Regions from separate parts of the Mus musculus genome. Here region 1 is linked to region 2. Evidence: chromatin contacts called from public promoter capture Hi-C data. All regions are on one chromosome and are shown on one strand. Each heading gives the region's core, a stretch centred on a gene start, on an enhancer-like site or on the middle of the called end of the contact. The rest is flanking DNA. Distances are from core to core; before and after follow the strand shown.

Evidence for each region. Promoter capture Hi-C pulls out the DNA fragments that hold promoters and counts their contacts.
Region 1: a promoter capture Hi-C map of the HPC-7 cell line shows a contact between it and region 2. The contact joins the promoter of B4galt3 here to the enhancer-like site in region 2. A contact is called at or near these places in 6 of 39 promoter capture datasets (the 3T3-L1 cell line, the C10 cell line, the HPC-7 cell line and 2 more), 1 of 115 datasets of contacts at active chromatin or transcription factors (bone marrow-derived macrophages) and 1 of 9 other capture datasets (liver).

Annotation. Positions count from the first base shown.
Region 1 is chr1:171,268,952-171,273,849 of GRCm38.p6, forward strand. It overlaps B4galt3 (UDP-Gal:betaGlcNAc beta 1,4-galactosyltransferase, polypeptide 3), which reads left to right and starts at 1,377. Exons shown (of 8, transcript NM_020579.2): 1 at 1,377-1,463; 2 at 2,252-2,422; 3 at 2,756-3,050; 4 at 3,570-3,805. The coding sequence starts at 2,792.
Region 2 is chr1:170,994,501-170,999,113 of GRCm38.p6, forward strand. No RefSeq gene overlaps it. Among named protein-coding and RNA genes, the nearest start is that of Gm10522, 13 kb to the left of the region's middle. Within about 2 kb of position 2,436, at least 43 of the 459 cell types and tissues checked have an H3K27ac peak or open chromatin away from gene starts, as enhancers often do. A contact at or near this core is called in the HPC-7 cell line and bone marrow-derived macrophages, where this site is marked.

The DNA of each region.
Region 1 (4,898 bases), core at 127-2,626, 270 kb after region 2:
TTGGTGGTACAACACTTGCTTGTTTGGCTTGGTAGGATTCTTTCTGGCAAAAACTGTTAAGGCAGGCCCAAGATAGGGCCAAAGATACGATCTAGTTAAGAAGAGGGCTCAGCACAGTGTGTCTAATGTTTGGTAAAGAATTAGTTTTAGCAATATAAAAAAGGAACATATGTTTATAGTGTTTAACTCCTGAAGGAACTGGCTTTACAGAACACACATTTACAGATGAGAAATATAAAACCAAAGGAGGACATCGAGACAAACTTTTTTTTTCTCTTCATGTGATAATTTACTAGACAGGACAGAATTGGAATGCAAGTCACCTACCTATACTGTGTTGTAAAATAAATTTCTTTTCTTTTTTCTTTCTTTTTCTTTCTTTTTTTTTTTTTCAAGACAGGGTTTCTCTGTGTAGCCCTGGCTGTCCTGAAACTCACTCTGTAGACCAGGCTGGTCTCGAACTCAGAAATCCACCTGCTTCTGCCTCCCAAGTGCTGGGATTAAGGGCGTGCGCCATCACTGCCCAGCGTAAAATAACTTTCATGAGAACAATTTTTAAAGCGGGATATGCCGCAGACAAGTCTTTCAGGTTTCCCATTAGACATGACTATTTCTGAAAAGCCTGCCGGGATCGCAACATATATGAATGAGGTGACCTTTCTGGGTCATTATGATCATTGCGTTGTATTGTTTGTGTGTAGCCCCTCCGCACTCTCCCAGCCCCAGCGCCACCGGTGTACACCGCAGGAGATGGTGCTCTGTTTGAGGCAGACACCCCAAGTAATTGGTCTTATTGTTTCCTCAGCAATAAATATTTGTTTCTAAGAAACAGTAAGCTAGGGGCTGGAGTAAGCCACAGGATTAAATATATCGTTGTAGGGTCTATTTTAGTCTAATATCTAGAAAAACATATTTACATCGGAGCCTATGCTGCCTTTCCCTCCACGTTGTATGTTTCACTGTTAGCTAACTTCCATTTCAAGGTCTGTGAGATACCATGGGGATACAAAATGCGTGTTACAGTAGCTTTAGTGAGGAACAACTTTGATACTAAGTAGCACTAGACTACAGGGGACGCCATTAACACACTGGGGTAAGGGCTCAGCTGATCCCTGGGTGAGGTAGTCCGAAACGTAGAAAGTGTCTCTTAGCTTTACTGAAAAACAAGGGCTTTGAGCTGCTGGGTTTTTAAAACTGAGGTGAGCGATGGAACCCCGTTAGGAGACTGCGAAGTCGAGAGGAAGCACCGGGACCTGAGACTTCTCTGCACCACCCATGTGCACCTCCGCGGTGCGGGCCACCAACTAAGGACTGGCAAGCTTGGAGGTGAGGGGCCTCTGCGCCTGAATCTCCCAAGGCTCCGCCCCGTGACGTCAGGCCCCGCCCCAGCGCCCGCTTCCAAGATGGCTGCAGCGATACCTGCCCGGTTGTCCGGGTGGCGGTGACGACGGGGAGCAGACCAGGTATGGTGGGCTGGGGACCACGGAGAGAGAGAGTCCTCGGAGAAAGGTTGGGGAGGTCGGGGGCGGGAAGAGAAGAAGTTCTGAGTCAAGGCTGAAAAATCAGATTGAGCACGGACAGGGTCTCGGATGGAAATGTGGACGCGGGCCGGTTGCTTTCACATTGCACAGTAGGGGCAAGCGCAAGAGACCGGGGTGGAATGGGCGTGTTCGAGGAGAATGGGGTTCTGATCCCCTTCCCTTCGCGTGCAAGGCTCTGACCGACCACGCCCTTCCAGGTGAGCCGGCCCAGGTCTTGGGCCGATCCTGTCCCAGCCCTTCCGCTCTGGTCCCTTCACCTGGAACGCTCCTCCCCACCCCCACTAATGCTAGAGAAAGGTGGAAAGGGGAGAGGACGCCACCCCCACCCTTCTCCGGGCCACGCTCCAGAGCTGTTGCCTGCGGCTCCCAAGTGACCAAGCACCCTATACCTGCGGAGGCGCTCCCCGGTACCTAAAGAACAGAAAGAACCTGTTCCCTATTTTGTTTTGTTTTCTGGCCACTCCAAAGTCCCGTTACGTATGTCTTGCCTCTCTAATAGTTGGGGTTGCTGTTGTTTGGTGCCTTCATTCATTTCCCTGTCCCCACGCCCAAACCAGCTCGTTTTGTTGGAGTATAGAGGGTTAGTTACGGACCTGACACAACCCAGCTGCAGGTAACCTGAGAACCTAGGAACTTTCACTTTCCAATCAATCACTTTCCCTCACTTCCCATGATGGCAAAGCTGTTTCTTCCCGAACTCTGTTGTACAGGTGACTGGTTATCCTTGCTCATTTCTGGTTCCCGCTGGTCCCAGATTGGCTGTTGGAATGCTTTTTTTCTGGCCCCTGTGACAGTTCCAATTTGAGATAATGCCTCATATCTCTGCTCCCCGGGGACCTCCTGGAGCCCCCACGATCCGGAACAAGGCAGCGTGAACACAGGTACGTGTGCGTCTCTTCTCTCAGAAAGCCTGAAAGGACTTCTGAAGTGTACTTGGAACTTGAATGATGTAAGCCTTCTTGAGGGTAAAGATACAGAGTAGCTGCTGCGAGTGCTTTGGGAGAAGTGGGTGAAACTTGCTGGTAGTTGCTTACCTTTCTTTTTAATTGTTATTCATTGTTGATCGATCACACCAGTGTTCCTTTCTGTGACTTTGTTCCCTGCCTGTCTTTTTTTTTTTTTTTTTTTTTTTTTTCCTTTCCCTGGCCTCGCTTTCATCTCCTTACCTGCTGCTGATGTCTCTTCTGGCTTGCTCTCTTCCTGTTTGCTTCCAGAAATCCCTTCACTCCTTACCTAGCTCTCAAGTCAGGATGTTGCGGAGGCTGCTGGAGAGACCCTGTACATTGGCCCTGCTTGTGGGCTCCCAACTGGCAGTGATGATGTATCTGTCACTAGGGGGCTTCCGAAGTCTTAGTGCCCTGTTTGGTCGAGATCCGGGCCCAACATTCGACTATTCTCATCCCCACGATGTCTATAGTAACCTCAGTCACCTGCCCGCAGCCCCTGGAGCTGCAGGGGCTCCTCCGGCTCAAGCATTGCCCTACTGTCCAGAAAGATCACCCTTCTTAGGTGAGTAGAAAGGAAAGACGGTGAAGAAGAGAACAAGGTTTGGGGGTAGGGAGTCTTGGGCAGGCATGCAGCGAGCCTTAGACTAATGGACTCTAAGGTGGGCCGATGTTGTGAATTCAGAGGTAGGCTCTTGGGTCACAAGCTTCCCATGGCCTGCCTGTTGTATGGGCTCTTCATACCCTAGGGTGGGAATCATTTCCCCTGTAGATGAGTCTTGGCTTAATTGGGTAGTTCTTTTTTGTCTTCCGCTGTAGCTTCAGTGTGGGACAAGAGGAAGTTACATAGTTCCCTAAAATAAGACCATGATTAGTCTAAGGTAGAGCCTGCCTGCTGCAGTTTTTGGCTTCCAGGAACAGTCTTCATGACGGGAAATCTGAGGCTTGTTAGATTTCTGAGTGAGCTGCTGGGAAACTGAGCTCAGAATCAGGCTGTTTTCTCCAAACCTCTTCTCAGGTCCTGATACCTACCCATTTTATCCCTGTGCCTCCGATTTCTGACCTTGCCTTTCCCTACCAACAGTGGGTCCTGTGTCAGTATCCTTTAGCCCAGTGCCGTCACTAGCGGAGATTGTGGAGCGGAATCCCCGGGTGGAATCAGGGGGCCGGTACCGTCCTGCAGGGTGTGAGCCTCGCTCCCGAACAGCCATAATTGTGCCCCATCGTGCCCGGGAGCACCACCTTCGGCTGCTGCTCTATCACCTGCACCCTTTCCTGCAGCGCCAGCAGCTTGCGTACGGCATTTATGTCATCCACCAGGTATCCCCTTCTCCACCTCAAATGTCTCTTCTTTCATCTAGTGGGTCTGTGGGGTAACTGTAAGACAGTGGACAATAGATAACGGAGAAGCACCCAGCCTTTCTCTTCTTACCATGTTATACCCATGCTTATTCTGTGAGGGTATTCCTACTTTCCTGTATTTTTTTCTATGATTTTTTTTTCTTTGTTGAGTGGCTTATGCAAACTTGAAATTGGTCAAGGATGAGCTGAAATACTTGTTCTTTATCAAAAAAAAAATTTTACTAAGTTTATTTTGTGTACGAGCGTTTTGCTGGCATATATGTAGGTGTACCACCTGCATGCTTGGTACCTGAGGAGGTCAGAAAAGGACATCGTGTCCTGAAACTGGAGTTTCTGATGGTTGTGAGCCATGTGAACTGTGTGGGTGCTGGGAATTGAACCTGGGTCCTGTCCTCTACCAGAACAACAAATGCTCTTAACTGCTGAGCCCATCTCTCCAGCCCTGCAACTGCTGACATATATTGTCTTGAGGAAGATGTTCCTTTGACATGAGACAAACAGCAGAAGCCAATTAACAGTTATCACATGATTGTTAGCAATCGAAGAAACTGAATGTAAGGCACATGCTGATATGTAAGAAAAGTTTTTTTTTTGTTTTTTCGAGACAGGGTTTCTCTGTGTAGCCCTGGCTGTCTTGGAACTCACTCTGTAGACCAGGCTGGCCTCGAACTCAGAAATCCACCTGCCTCTGCCTCCCGAGTGCTGAGATTAAAGGTGTGAGCCACCACGACCGGCAAGAAAAGTTTTAATTCGAATAACTAAATCAAAAAAGTGGTTGGGTTTTGTTTCGTTTTCTGAGGGTGACCTTTAATTTCTGCTCCTCCTGTATCTACCTTCCCACTGCACATGCTACATGCTTCCTTGCTCGCTTTTACATGGTGCCGAGTCAGACTGTGCTGAGGGCTTCATGAATGCTGGATAATACTCTGCCAAATGAGCCCCACCTCCGGGCCTTGTTTGGTTTTTAGTCTACTCAGAATCTTCCTGTCTCAGCCCCCTGAGTGCTAGAATTAGTCAGGTCCCACCATGCTCATCGGTTGATCTTGTTCTT
Region 2 (4,613 bases), core at 1,186-3,685:
TTCTCCCACTATGACTCTGCATAGTGGCCCAAAGACGTGGTTACAAACATTATGCAAAGGATAGGTGAAGGGAGCAGTTCTGATGTTAAAGTCCTGTTCCCCAATTGGTTCCGGATTTGTCAGTAAAGAAGGCCAAGGGGTGATTGCTGGATGGAAGGTATAGGTGGGACTTCTGGGTCCCAGGAGGAAAGGGAGACACAAGAAAGGAGAAAGGGGGTCTTTTTGCCATGCTTTGGAGGAAGAATAAGGCAGCAACCATGTGAAGTCATGGGAGGAGCTTGGGCCTATGGCCTCTGCTACAGGCAGGTGGCCAGGGATGTTTGGAAGGGGCTAGGTAGGACTAGCCACTGAAGTTTAGGGCAAGTGGAAAGATGGAGATAATAAATTGGTAAGGGCACACTTTTCCAGGTCGGAGATAATAACACCCGGCAATTGTGGCTAGAAGGCAAGTTGTAGAGGAACAAACTTTGCTCATTCACCTCTCAGAGCAAAGGGGATTGGAACAAATGGGAATCCAGGAGTGGCTAGTAGCATGGCCATGTTCTCAGGCAAAAGCAGTAGCTTTAAACCAGATAGGTCTGATTCTTACAAGATGATCACTTCTTAGAGAGTCTTTGTCATCAGAGATAACTCTCTTCCTCTATAGAGTGGGCAGTCTTTCCATGGAGCTTTGCTCTTCTTGGAATCCAGGGCAGTCATAAGCTCAGGACAAGGACTGGACACCTTATGGCTCCTCTGGTATTGCTGGAACAGGACCTTGTACAAGGTAAGTTTCAGTTACTCTTACTTTTGTGTCTCTAGCCTTGATGAAGGATGAGGTAGGTTAGGCACCACCCGTTTTTATGTGGACACTCTGGTTACCATAGCTATGCAGAGTGAAATAGGAGAATTCAGAGTCAAGGCAGACACACCAGACTTTCTGTCCTGCTTCCCATTACCATGCAGGGCGGAAGGAGTCAACTCTTTTCAGCAAATCAGTTCTGAGTATGTGTTATAGAATCATCTTTCCCAGCTTCCAGTCCATTTTCTCAAAGCACTATTCATCTCAAGCCCATGTATCCAGTTCTAGAAAAGACTTCTACAGACAGCCAGATATTCCTGACCAAGCCACTGGCATGATCAATAGATAGCCCCTGCCCACCCCAACACACACACACACACACACACACACACACACACACACACACACACCAGATTCTAAATACCCACACCTCTCCCTTAAATTCACCCCAGCCAAACTTCTTTCCATTGTCTTCCCACATAGAAGAATGGCACCTCCTGAGCCAGAAACCCAGATGTCATATGTGATGGTTTGTATATGCTCAGCCACTATTAGAGTACCACTATTAGAAGATGTGGCCCTGTTGGAGTAGTTGTGTCACTGTGGCTGTGGATATAAGACCCTCATCCTTTCTGCCTGCAAGCCAGTATTCTGCTAGCAGCCTTCAGGTGAAGATATACAACTCTCAGCTCTGCCTACACCATGTCTGCCTGGATGCTGCCACGCCCTCACCTTGATGATAATGGACTGAACCTCTGAACCTGTAAGCCAGCCCCAATTAAATATTGTCTTTGACAAGATTTGTATTGGTCATGGTGTTTGTTCACAGCAGAAAATCTCTAACTAAGACATCATGGTTGGGTCTCTCTTTCAAAACTCACATCCAACTTTTGGCAGTTTTTCTTGCTAAACATCCTAATCTTACTTACACCATTTCCCCCTTAGTCTTAATCGCCTTCATCTGCAACCAGAGCCGTTGCAACAACCTCACTTGTCTTTCCCTCAGTCTTACTTCTCAACCTGTCTGTTACCAGAATAGTCTTCTTAAATCCCAAGTACACTCTGCTGTTTAAAATGATGAGTGGTACCCCGTGACCTCAGGGTAAAGCCCAAACTCATCATGGCCTGTAAGGCACACAATGGTGATGTGCAAACACCTTTTATAGTCTACCTGCATCTCACTATGCTGCACTCCTCGCTCTCAAAAATGCAACGAATTTAATGGACAGAGGTCCATTTTATCTTATTTTAACATTCTGCCTATAAGATGCCTGTTCTGCCTTCCTAAAGCTAATGGGTTCAAGAAAGTTTAGCCATTTGCATTGTTTCAAGGAACATGGGAAGACCTTAATAGAAATGGAGGCTTTCCCATCTCAGGTGTCTGGGTTCTTTGTCTCTGTAAACCCAAAGCATAAATTTCATAGGCAACAAGAGGAGGGTGTGTGTATAATGTTTATTATAAGTTATTTGTAAGTTCAAGAGATTGGAGGCAAGCAGAGCTCACGTATAGCAAGAGTATGTCCCAGGTGAAGGATTACCACCAATGATCACTGTCTAGGGATTAATAAAGCTTTTCAAGGTTGAGGCATAGGAGTGAGCTGGTCTGCTGGTCTGCTTTCCAAGGGCTGGACTCTGGCAGGCTTCCTTCCCCCAGAGCTTGGCAGCAGTGAACAGTGCCCTCTAGTGTCCTTATGCAGGCCTCTGAAATTGGTACCCTAACATGGTGTCTTAGTCAGGATTTCTATTCCTGCACAAACATCATGACCAAGAAGCAAGTTGGGAAGGAAAGGGTTTATTCCGCTTACACTTCCTCGTTGCTCTTCATCACCAAAGGAAGTCAGGACTGGAACTCAAGCAGGTCAGAAAGCAGGAGCTGATGCAGAGACCATGGAGGGATGTTACTGGCTTGCTTCCCCTGGCTTGCTCAACTTGCTTTCTTATAGAACCCAGGACTACCAGCCCAGGGATGGCACCACTCACAATGGCCCCTCCCACCCTTGATCACTAATTGAGAAAATGCCTTACAGCTGAATCTCATAGAGGCATTCCCTCAACTGTGGCTCCTTTCTCTGTGATAACTCCAGCTTGTGTCAAGTTGACACACAAAACACATGCCAGTACACACAGCATGATTCTTTTGTGCTTCTGGAAAATAGAGAGTATAACTATGCATAGTTTTTAGTTAGTTCTACATTTTCCTGTCCTTCAATCTTGGCAGAAGCCTGAGTTTTAGCCTTTATGGTCATCTAGAATTAAGGATTCCTTAGTGCTTAGTACTGGCCAACATTATAGCCCTCAGCCTGAGGTCTGGAAACCCAGTCCCTCTAGACTCTGCTGCATTAAGTAGAGTCTTTGAGTTCTGGAAGAGAGCATCACTAGGTGGCTTCCTACAGCAAAATGACAGAAAACAGAAAACAGCTTACATAGACCCCCCCCCAAAAAAATGGCTTTACCATGTGGCATACCAAGTTTCTTAAACATGTAACTATAAATTATAGATAACGTGTAATAATATTGTTGCTGGTGGTGAAACCTTTACCCAGTGTTTCTAGTCTCTCGTCATCATCAGAAAACCTTTTTCTTTTAATGAGGCAAAGTAAGGAATTAGGAGGAAGTTGATTTCAGAACGAAAGTGCACACTCAGGCAGTGGGTGAGGCCCCCAGAAATGGTCACACTGCGCAGAACTTTGGGCAACATTTTTAGGGCAATCTTTAATGCAGGGAAAGAGTATCCATGAGTTAAGGCAGAGAAAAAAATCAGGGAACCACAGGGATGGGCTGGGATCCCTTTCGTTTCCCCGACAGGGCTACTATCCATTTTTGTCTTTATATGGAGATTTCAGATATGACATAGCAACAGATGCATGAAGGGAAAAGGGCATTTTACAAGGCTAATCATATAGAGACGTCATTCTGATGAGGTAAATGACAGTTGCCATCTCTGCTGGGCCCCAGTCAGTTTTGGGTGGTCTTGCTTTTCCTGTTTAAGGAACGTACCTCTCCATGACTGCAATCTGCTGTTGCAGCAGTCTCTAGCCTACCACAGTGCCCGCAACAGTGCAGACACTTCCTTCTCTTTGCCTCGCTCTCTTCAACACGTCAGCCACTTTTCTTTTCTTGTGAAAGCATGCTGAAGCTGACCGCAGCAGCTCCGGGCAGCGTGCGGTGCAATAGCACCATGTCCAAAGACTGACAGAGAACTGGCCAATCCTTGTACCTCAGGATCCAGCAGAGTGGGATTTGTTGGCCCCAGCCATGTTCACGTGATCAGCGCGATGCCTGGCAAGAGAGTGGAATCCTATGACTGCCTCAGAGCGACGGTTCTCAAAATCAGCCTCCGCATTGCTTAGAAACTTGCTGGAGATGCAAATTCTCAGGCCCTACCAAACTTAGAAACTTTGAAAGAGACCCAGCTCTCCAGATGACTCTGCTAGAGCGCAACTTGGAGAATTTCTGGCTTAAGCTAACTGAAAATGATTTCCTGGTGCCAGGAAAGCTTGAGTCTCCCCTAAATCTCGTGATCACCACATACTGAGAAAGATCGTGTTTTGTTACAGTAGTAAGTCAGGGAATTAGAACTGACTGAAGGGGGCAGTTCTTAGATGGGCTTCCATGATTCAGTCTGAGTGGTCCAACAAATGGCTGTTTTTACAATGGAAAGGCTTTGAACTAATAGTTCAGTCCACAAGACTAGGAACCTCCCCGGTGCCAGCCTGGTGCTGAAGGCCAGGAATCTTGCTAGTGAGCCACTTGTCTTCAGCCCACAGTGAAAGGCAGAAGAAACTAGGCTCTCATGTCAGTGAATGACGGAGGTGGGTGTCAGCTATGCAGC